Linked DNA regions of Mus musculus: regions 1 and 3 are each linked to region 2. Evidence: chromatin contacts called from public Hi-C and Micro-C data. All regions are on one chromosome and are shown on one strand. Each heading gives the region's core, a stretch centred on a gene start, on an enhancer-like site or on the middle of the called end of the contact. The rest is flanking DNA. Distances are from core to core; before and after follow the strand shown. Region 1 overlaps Runx1 (runt related transcription factor 1). Region 2 holds the start of Runx1 (runt related transcription factor 1). Region 3 has its middle 26 kb from the start of Gm41499.

Region 1 (3,034 bases), core at 407-2,906, 86 kb after region 2:
GTTCTCTGTTCTACTGACAGCTCCCATTCCACAAGGTTCTCAATAGCCACCTTCGGGCATCCTTCCACAGCTCCACAGCCCGTGCCCATCCCCTGGACGCGCAAAGCAAGAGCACTTGGCATTAACTGTATGCTGAAAGATGCTAACACTATTTTTTGACACTGTAAAGAATCCAGAAAACATAATGAAGTTGAAGCATTGCTCTCTCATTGCTGCTGATTTCTCTTTAAACTCAAAACAAAAGCAAATATTAAAGAGAGAGGCATAGCTCGGTTAAGTTGCACAACTGCTGGCCTAGTCTGAAAGCACTTCTCTGGGAAGAAGACTTTAAAAAAAAAAAACAATAGAAACAAAACCTGGAAACAGAGTGATCCAAAGATCATAGAACTTGAAATGTTCCAGAATTTTCAAAAAACACCCGTGTAGAATTTGTTTCGGGTCTAGCATCCCTGTGATGTGTAGCTCTGCTTCCAAAGGCTGTTGTTCTTGCAGATGTGTTCTGAGACACTGCTGAGCAGATGATAAACCCTGCCAGCCAGCCCCTCTTATGGCCCAGAGAATCCTTGGTGCCTTTGTTATAAAGCTCAACTCCTTGGTGCACAAGGCTGAACTCTGGGGCCCAGCTGCTGTCGGTTTGAGGTGCCTGACATGGGGACAGGAGCCTTCTATGTCTTTCGACTCCAGCACGGCAGCTGTACTTCAGTTTGGTGGGGCACATCCTCTCTTACACGTTTCCTGCTATGAAAGGGGGTACCCTTGCCACATGTGTCACAGCAGGCAGGATGATCTTCACCAACAGAGGCCATTCGGTGTCCAATTCGGCCGTAGATAAAGCCATGAGTGAGCATGCAAGAAGGAAACTGAGGCAGGAGGATAAAGTCGGGTCATCAGATGCTTTGTCTACTCCGTAGCTTGGAGAGAAGGGAAGTGTATTCATTGACCGCAGCTAAATGATGAGTTACCTTATTTAATGAGTGATTCCTTTGGGTGATGATCTTATAGAAATGCATAAGGTCCATTAGGGTTCTCACTATAGGTCACCATTTACATATTTATCTGAAGCATCAAATGATCATGAGTTAGTTCTGATCTACTCAAACAGTCCACCTGTAGACCTTTGGTGAAGACAGCATTCAGAGTATGGAATGTGTTTTCAGAGGAATCGAATCTAGACAAAAAGAACTCAGAATTACTCTGGCCAGGAGGGTATGTACAGCTTCTTTTGGTCTCGTTGTTTGGCCAGATAAGCAGTGAAACCGGCACCATGCTTCCTGGGGCGATCATCTGGCTGTCTCTTTAAGGGTTGTCATCAGGAAGCCTTTCCATTTGGCACTTTGGGCCAAGACGTAGTGAGACATTATTATTAAATGCTAATATCGAATGCACACACCAAAAAAAAAAATGTGTTGAGAGGAAAGAGGGTAGCATTTGCTTTAGAGATTTTAATGAAGGGCTGAGTTTCCACCCTCTTGTTTAAACAAGGTCTATTCAGCATTTGACAGATGTGGTATTTGGCAGGTCAGAAGGATGCCCGCGTATAGGAAAGCATTCATTTCCAAGAATCAAAGACAAGGAGAGTGAATTCGGAGCAGAGACAAAATTGAGAGGAGATAAACAAAGCCGGTCTCGCTGGAGCCTCAGCAAGATGTCAGGCTAGGAGAACTCAGGCTCAAGAGGGAAGAAACTGATTCCAACTTCTCCTTCTAATGAGAACTAATTTAGCCCTAAATTAGAAACAGGAATAGTTGAGATAAATATTAAGTTCTGAGAGAGGACTTGCCGACTTTTCTGTTTTGATAGAGATGAGAAAGGGACCAAGGTTTATTCCCTCAGAAACACAGTTGGTGGGAGACTATTTCAGAATAAAGTCACACGTGCGGTCTCATCTGTCCTGGCGTGACGAGCTTTTCAGCGTGAATACCGCCTCTGACTCATGGCTTACTAATTGATCCTGCTCATCAAAACCGTGACTTTAGAGACTGTGAGTCTCTGGAGCAGAGCCTTGTAGAGCTGAAATGCGGGCTGCCTGCAGGGTGTGAGGCCTCAGCAGCTCATGACTGCAGAGCTGAGATGTTTGGGAAAGGCATGGAAAGAAGGAGGCGCTTAGTCTGACCCCTAATTTCTCTGAGACTGTGGCAGCGTCCGTGAGCCAAACTGGGTGCAACTCTTGTGAAAGGAAGTAAAACCCCCAGCTGGTATTTTCTACAGAAAAATAAGAGAGAGATGGAAGGGGGTGGCCGAGTTATCAGGACCTTTTCTCCTTCCCGCACCCAGGGAGTAGCTCATGACTCTCCTTTCTGTTTGTTCTCGGGCCTTCTCAGCAGCCAGTGGTCAAACTGGACACTAAGAAAAAAAATTAATCCACACAGAGCCCATTTTTCAGATTTGTTAAACTGAGGAAAACGATTCTTTCCATGAGATAGGTTGATCTGAAGTCTAAAGTGACTGCGGAGAGGTAAGCTCTCTCAGGTGTGCCCAGGGCTCGGAACATTGACACTGGAGAACAAAAGAGAAATGAATGGATTAAGTTACTGCTGGGTTTTCAGAGACATCCCAGGGACCACCATTTACAGAGAATTTCAGCACAACAATAGATTATTGTGTTTTTTTTTTTTTTATTTTGGTTTGGTTTGGGTTTTTTTTTTTTTTTTTTTTTTTTTTTTTTTTTTTTGCCTACAGCCACCCTGTTACAATGGCACATTACCAGGTCCATTTGTGTTTTTAAAATATTACAGTAACAGCAACAGCAACAATAATAAAGCCTAATTGTTTGAGTCTTCAGAAAAGACTGCTTGAAAGGAAGAATGGTGCATTAGTCAGCCTACAGAATAAATGATAACCTGCCCTTTGATTCAATGAGTCTTTATTAGGTGACAAAGATTGGGTCCATGTGTGTGTGATGCGGTGCGCCTTGGGCTAGGCCTCTGTCTGAGACACCGCACGCCTAGGTCAGGGCACAATAGGACCCTTTGTCTCTGCTCCAGGCAGGATTTTTTTTTTAAGGAAAGAAGAAGAAGAAACAGAGAATCCACTT
Region 2 (3,240 bases), core at 328-2,827:
TTGTGTTTAGATATTAATAAGCTTCATAAAAGACGGGCAGCCACTGTTTTTCAAGTGTGAGCCAAGTGTGGGTATTGGCTGCTAACTGCTCAGAGAGGCTGGGAGAAAGAAATGCCTAGGTTTCTAATTCCTGCCTAGGTTAAAATAGGATTAAGTAAAAATGGAGTCTGGTCCTTTGGAAAGACCTGTATCATTAATACCCTGGGTCTCTACTGTGTGTGCAAAATTATCTCCATGAAAACCAAATGAGAGTTCCCTCTGGGGCTCAGACTTAGAGAAGTACCTTGCATGCCTGGAATTTGGGACCCAGGGCTGGCACTTGGAGCTACGCTGCTCAAGGCCCAGCCTCTCATCGGGCATCACCTCGAAATGGAGGGAAACTGAACAGAGGAAAAGGAAGACCCAAGTAAGGAAAGGAAGGCCAGGCCCTGCCTGGGGATCCCAGGAAGACTAAGGCTTCACTTCTCAGCAAGTAAAACAGATAGAACGAAGAGGTCAATAGGTGGAGGTGAACAGAAGAGCTCACACCCACAGAATCATCTTGTCTTTATTGTCTGTCCCCTGACCATGTGACTTCTGGAGGCTGAAGGGCTGTGTAATATCCCCCTCCGGGGGCTGGCCAGGAGGAGGCAGGATCTTGGGTAGTCACAAGTTACTCTTCATGGATTCAAAGAGTAATTATCCCTAGCAGGGTGACTTGGCCCATTTCTTTGAGTGGAGCTCGGAAAGGCTACCAGTAGGCTTTATTGGTACAAACAATGAACAGATAGCTGCCCACAGGCCACAGCTCTGCTGAGTGAGGAAATTCTCCTCCTTTGCTCTCCACAAAACTTCCTAATGCAAGCGAGCGTGGGAACTGGTGCCAGTGTGAAGAGAACGCCACTGTTTCCTCTACTTACCAAGAGATGTCCATGCTAAGCCTATCCGCCAAGGGGAAAGCCAAGGACAACATCATTTGGGTTTTGATCAAAGTGGTCTTTTCATCCCACAATTAAAACGTGTCATACTGTTCCCAAGCTTTGAGATGTCAGTAGGTTGCCAGCCTAGCCCTCCCAGGATCAGCCACTCACGGAAAAGGGCTCTTGGTCTTCTTTTCTAACTTTTCTGTCTCACTTGCTTTCACCAAGAACCCAGCTCTCCCGAGCTGGTGCCCAGCATTTAAGTGATGAGAGCCGCATCCGGGCTCAGCAGCAAGTTGGTGCCAACGTTGAATTGCTGTTGAATAAACAGCAAGGCAATCTTTATCTAAATAATCAGTTGTTCCTCAAACCACAAATAACAACAGGATCTGAAAGCCACCAAATCCGCACAGGACAGAGAGAGCAAGAAAAGACTGAGGCAGGGGATTTCTGTTTGCTTGTTTGTTGTGCTTTTTTTTCTCTTACAGCCCCTCTCTGCTAAGCTCTGCTCAACTGTTTCCTTACACAGCCTGGGGGAGGGCAGGTGGAGGGCAGGAAGGGCATAGCTCAGAAAGTTTAAAAAAAAAAAATTGACATCACTTAAGTCACGTGATTGGCAAGAGCCAATGGCGGTGGGCTGTGGAAAGGGGAACAGTTAAATTTGTAATTTGGGTTGTGTGAAAACTTCTTTGGACCTCATAAACAACCACAGAACCACAAGTTGGGTAGCCTGGCAGTGTCAGAAGTGTAAGCCCAGCACAGTGGTCAGCAGGCAGGACGAATCACACTGAATGCAAACCACAGGCTTTCGCAGAGCGGTGAGCAGTTCAACCCACAGCATAGGCGGTGCTTTCGTCTTTTTTTTTTCCTTTTTTTAATCTTTAACAATTTGAATATTTGTTTCTGCAATAATTCTTTCCCCCACCCCCACCCCATAGGACCCATGGAGTACCAGAAGTGTTAGGGTTGGGGGTAGAAAGAGACGTGGGGAGCCATGGTGGGAGGTGAGGTCAGAGTAAGTGACATTTCTTGGTTTTTGCTCTGAAGGTGAAAGAAATTATAGAATCCCCCGCCTTCAGGAGAGGTGCGTTTTCGAAAGGAAACGATGGCTTCAGACAGCATTTTTGAGTCATTTCCTTCATATCCACAGTGCTTCATGAGAGGTGAGTACGCTGGTCTTTTTTATATCTGATTTTGCTCAGCTTTGCGCAGACTAAGATGGCAGCCCGTGGACCCTCCGGTGCCTGCCTGAAGTCCCTGCCTGCTTGTGGGGGGAGGAATTCAAACAGAGGCTGTTGACTCTGAGACCACGAGATTATTATTTGTCAGACGCCGTGCTGCGGGGATGTTTTAATAAATGCTTAGGCTGTTGAAATATTTGGTCGCTGGGTGAAAGTTGTGTCAAGTGCTCTGAGCCGCTCTCAGTTAAAGTCCCAGAGATTAGAAGGCTGGCGCGGAGGACACTCTTTGGGTTTTATCTGGCTGTGCCTTGCTCTGAATGATTCGCTTGCACTTACTCTGATGGCAGCAAGCTGTCTGGCCCTGGTTCTGAGTTTGGCTTGCCCCTGGGTTTAGCAGGCTCAGTACTTAGCTGGCCGGAAGAGCCGGTGCCAGCAGAGTGGTCTCCGAGAGGCAGCTCACAGGTATACCTTGGATCAGTGCGGAGATTTCAGGGCCAAAGTGGCAAGTCCACAGAGGGCAGGATTTGGGCAGACTCGTTCTGGGAAAAGCCATCAGAAGATGCTGTGTTGTGCTGTGGTTTTTCTTTCAGCCTCAATTGAAAGAGGCAGCCGGCATTGCTCAAGACAGAAAGCCAGCAAGTTGTGGTACACAGTCTCTCTCAGAAAGAACTATGAAGCCATTTCCTAAGTCCACGCACTGTCACAGCAGAAATTACTAGATTACAGACTTATGGGTTGGCACCACGTAGGTCCCTGAACCTTCCTGCATTTTTTACAGCGGCCTTATGGAACTTACAATGCTGGAGTTCAGCCATAGTGCCCATGTGGGCTTGGTGGGTCTTTCAGGATGAGGACTGAGCTTAAGTAAAGAAAAACAGTGGCATAAAGAGCTCACAAAGACGTGGCCGTGTATCAGGACGTGTAGCTTGTGGTATGATGCTCTGGCAGAGCTAAAATGGAGTGGGATGGGATGGGGAAGAAATCATTTGTTTTCTGGATACAAATTATGTGCACACCCAGCCAGTATCTGTGAATCATTATTTATTCATACAGCCAAATGAGTAGGGGAATTCGAGGGCTTGCTGGCGACTTTGTCACAACAAAGGCTATTGAGGTTGTGATGGTTCATCTATGCTGAAACGTGAAAACTGGAGGAAGGT
Region 3 (3,322 bases), core at 615-3,114, 100 kb before region 2:
CTATCAGTGGATTTGATTTGTAACTAATTCCACGTGCAGATCGTTTTCATGAGTTCAGTTTCTTCTGTGCATAAGGGGGAGATGCCTACAGTGAAATGCATACATCTGGCATGTACCACTCTGAAAGTTAGGGCAAGATGTATATGCATGTATAATTCAACACCTGTCAAACAAGAACGAGGCTGTCAGTAGAGTTCTCTCACGCTCCTGCCCAGCTCATCTCCATTTAATTAAAGGCCGCCAGTTCTTCCTTTACTTTTGCATTATTCATGGAATGCTGTCTTACAGAGAGAAGGTAACTTCAGGTTTATTTTACATAGTATGGTTGAAATTTGGGGACGAGTTAACTATTCAGAGCCCAGCTTCTTAAACTGCGGGTCATAACCCTATATGGGGAGTAATGAAAGATCTGACAACAGCACAGAGCTTCTGAATATGCAAAAGCCAAATATTAAGGCCAAAGAAAATGTGTGACAAATCCTAAATCTCATCCTGCAACTCCACAGTGACTCTTGTCCTGAACCCAACTTGAGCATTGAGCACAGTGGATGCCTTCCTATCATATAAAACTAAAAAATGCTGCCCAAACACCTTGGCTCAGATTCTACATTATTGTATGTTATGAGCTATAGTATTTTTATTGAGATATATACAAGGTGTTCTGTTTGTATAGAAGCATAAAGGTCCAATTACAGAAAGCTGAGCCACTCGGTCCTTCTCTGCTGCCATTCCTGGGTGAACCAAGTTCAAACAATGAGGAATTGGTTTGTGTCAAAGTTTTGATTTTAAGAGTTACTAACTTGAGTCACATTAAAATATATCTAGATGTAGTTTGGCTTGGGGTTAATACAAAATTTCCGACAGTGTGAGAAATGGCTCTTACAATCTTCCTCCCATCTCGTGCTGCAAACTCATGTGAAGTACCACTCTCAGCATTGACAGTTATTGAATCGAAGCATCAGTCAACATTGAAGCTATTCCATAGCTGTGCCAGGTGAGACATTCAAACAAGATGTAATTCTTTAGGGAAATAGAAATATGTATATCATCTCATTGATGTACACATTGGCTTTCTCCTTAAATAAACGATAGAATCATATTTTCACCAAAGTGATGTTATAAAATTTATTTCTTTATTAATTGTCATCAGTGAATGTTTAATTTGGTGAGTGGGTGGTTGTTGACATAGGGTCTCATGTAGCTAAGGCTGGCCTCCAACTCACAATGTATCTAAAGCTGGCTTTGAACAGGTGACCCTCCTGCTTTCACCTTCCAAGTACTGGGATTAATTATATGCATGCATCACTGTGCTCAGCTAACTGTTTCATCTTATACTTATTTTATACACCTGTATACAAGAGTGGCTATAACATACATCTTAGGTAAAAGGGGTCTTGAGTGCCAAATTATCAAAAGCCTGGAGCACAGAGGTTCAACCATGAAATGCACAACCCACCTTTCAGAACAATTCTCTCCCTTAGTCCTTTCTCTGGATTTTGTAACGCTGGTTGTTTCTTGACACCCTCCAGCCCCCATGATTGCTTGAGCTGCCTAACAAGCTGGTTAACTTTGGAAGCACTTTGTGCCTCTCCTGTTTGGCCTCCCCAGCTTCCATTTTACAACTGAAGTCCCACTTGTCTTTGGCATGGGCTTGCTGGGCCCTGAGTGTGCACAGCACGGGTGCAGAGCAGGTTAAGCCTGCAGATGTCCCCGCACTCATCCCCCAAAGGCTTCTTGGCCCAGTCTGGCATTGTCCATTGGACATGGGGTGCAGTTGGAATGCTAGGGACACCTGTTGAAGCTGTGGTGCACAATGCCCAATTCAAGTCTCCTGTGAGTCACCCAGCACAAGCTCCTGACTGAGCTGCCTTTGCGTCTGTGTCACAGGATGCCCTGCCCGGCATGATCCTTGCTGGCATGAGTGGTGCATTCCACTGCAATTAGTGAGATTTTGTCAGATTTTTCAACTCCAGCAACCTGCCAAAGAAAGTTGAAGAAGGAGGAGAGAAGGAGAAGGAGGAAGAAGAGGAGGAGGTGGAGATGAAAAAGGAAGAGGAGGAGGAAGAAGAAAGAAGAGGAGGAGCAGGAGGAGGAGGAAGAAGAAGAGGAAGAGAAAAGGGAGAAGCAGGAGAATGAGCAGGAGGAAGAGGGAAAGGAGGAGGAGGAGGAAGAGGAGGAGGAAGAAGAGAAAGAAATCTGTAGTAAAGGTCTCTCAGTCCTGTGAAGAGAGCCTGTTGGCCAGCTGTAAATTTTCAACAAGTTGTACAGATGCCCTTGGACAAAATGTGACATCTCTGTGACACTATGGGTGCCCATCTATGGATACAGGGAAACTCTGAAGGAGGAGGATGTTGTGAAGCAAGGTGTCTGCAGATTTCTGAGACCCCTTCAGCATGTCTGCTGCATTGTCTCAGAAGCCTGCTCCTTCCCTCCTCACCTACAGCTGACGGGTGGACACAGGCTCTAGATCCTTGCTGACACTCTAGAGCAGTATCACAATGGCAGAAATCCTAACTAAGATTCCTTGGTGTGTACCATATACGGCTGTGGAGCTTCTAGTAGGAAGCAAATACCCAGACACTAAGTGCTTGAATCTGCCTAGAGTAACCACCTTCAGCCCAGGAAACTAATCAAGGCTGGAACACATGTGAACTGGCAAGCCCTAGGTTTGAAGGATAAGTGGGAAAGAGTGTCATCCTAGAGTCTGTTGGGGGAAGAATGGATAAAAGAAAGAGTGAGTGAAAGGCAGGTCTGGACCAGATGACCTGGTTTCCTGAGGAACCAGTGAGGTAGGGGGAGGACCAATCATTGTTTGAGTTATTGATGCAAATGGGACACCCAATGCAGTGGTGTTTGGAGGGTGGGAAGGAAGGTGCATTTGGAGTCTCCCTGTGCAAGACAAGAGATAGTGTATTCACTGGGGAGATAACTCTCTTTGTAGAGAGAAGGCTTGAGTCTCAGTGTCCTTACAGAGAGGTAAGGCTTCTCTTACCCAAGAGAGTCATCCCTTCATGTGCAGCAGACATAGCTCCCAGCAGCTAGAAACACCTGCATCCTTTGGTTCCTCCAAATCTCTGTTCATTCCAAGGCCAGGCTACAGAACGAGCTTCCTAATGAAAGAGGAGGAGGATGGAGTTCATGGACACTCTGGTTGGATCTTCACCTTCGATTCTGTGTGGCAACCTGGCTTCAGGGTGGCATTCCATGGTGCCCACTTGTGCCGTGGCTTGATGCTGCACGAACCAGCTAGAAAAACCTGGCAAGCATGGGTCTCAAGTGGTGAATAATTTCGAGATCTGACATCTCTGAGCACGGGTTCTCC

What was found. A called contact is a pair of places that touch in the nucleus more often than the background predicts.
Region 1: a Hi-C map of muscle stem cells shows a contact between it and region 2, with 1.9 times the contacts expected there. The contact joins the enhancer-like site here to the promoter of Runx1 in region 2. A contact is called at or near these places in 4 of 484 Hi-C or Micro-C datasets (double positive thymocytes, embryonic stem cells, muscle stem cells and 1 more) and 2 of 9 other capture datasets (adipose tissue and liver).
Region 3: a contact with region 2 is called in a Micro-C map of muscle stem cells, with 6 times the contacts expected there. The contact joins the enhancer-like site here to the promoter of Runx1 in region 2. A contact is called at or near these places in 3 of 39 promoter capture datasets (the 3T3-L1 cell line and the C10 cell line), 3 of 15 datasets of contacts at CTCF or cohesin (the NIH/3T3 cell line, large pre-B cells and pro-B cells), 18 of 484 Hi-C or Micro-C datasets (the C10 cell line, the C2C12 cell line, CD4 T cells and 12 more) and 3 of 115 datasets of contacts at active chromatin or transcription factors (the SCID.adh cell line, large pre-B cells and regulatory T cells).

Annotation. Positions count from the first base shown.
Region 1 is chr16:92,739,138-92,742,171 of GRCm38.p6, reverse strand. The region is part of intron 2 of Runx1 (runt related transcription factor 1); the gene reads left to right. Among named protein-coding and RNA genes, the nearest start is that of Gm30281, 22 kb to the left of the region's middle. Within about 2 kb of position 1,656, at least 21 of the 459 cell types and tissues checked have an H3K27ac peak or open chromatin away from gene starts, as enhancers often do. A contact at or near this core is called in double positive thymocytes and muscle stem cells, where this site is marked.
Region 2 is chr16:92,824,411-92,827,650 of GRCm38.p6, reverse strand. Runx1 (runt related transcription factor 1) reads left to right here and starts at 1,577. Exons shown (of 8, transcript NM_001111021.2): 1 at 1,577-1,717; 2 at 1,947-2,062. The coding sequence starts at 2,005.
Region 3 is chr16:92,928,818-92,932,139 of GRCm38.p6, reverse strand. No RefSeq gene overlaps it. Among named protein-coding and RNA genes, the nearest start is that of Gm41499, 26 kb to the left of the region's middle. Within about 2 kb of position 1,864, at least 43 of the 459 cell types and tissues checked have an H3K27ac peak or open chromatin away from gene starts, as enhancers often do. A contact at or near this core is called in the C2C12 cell line and muscle stem cells, where this site is marked.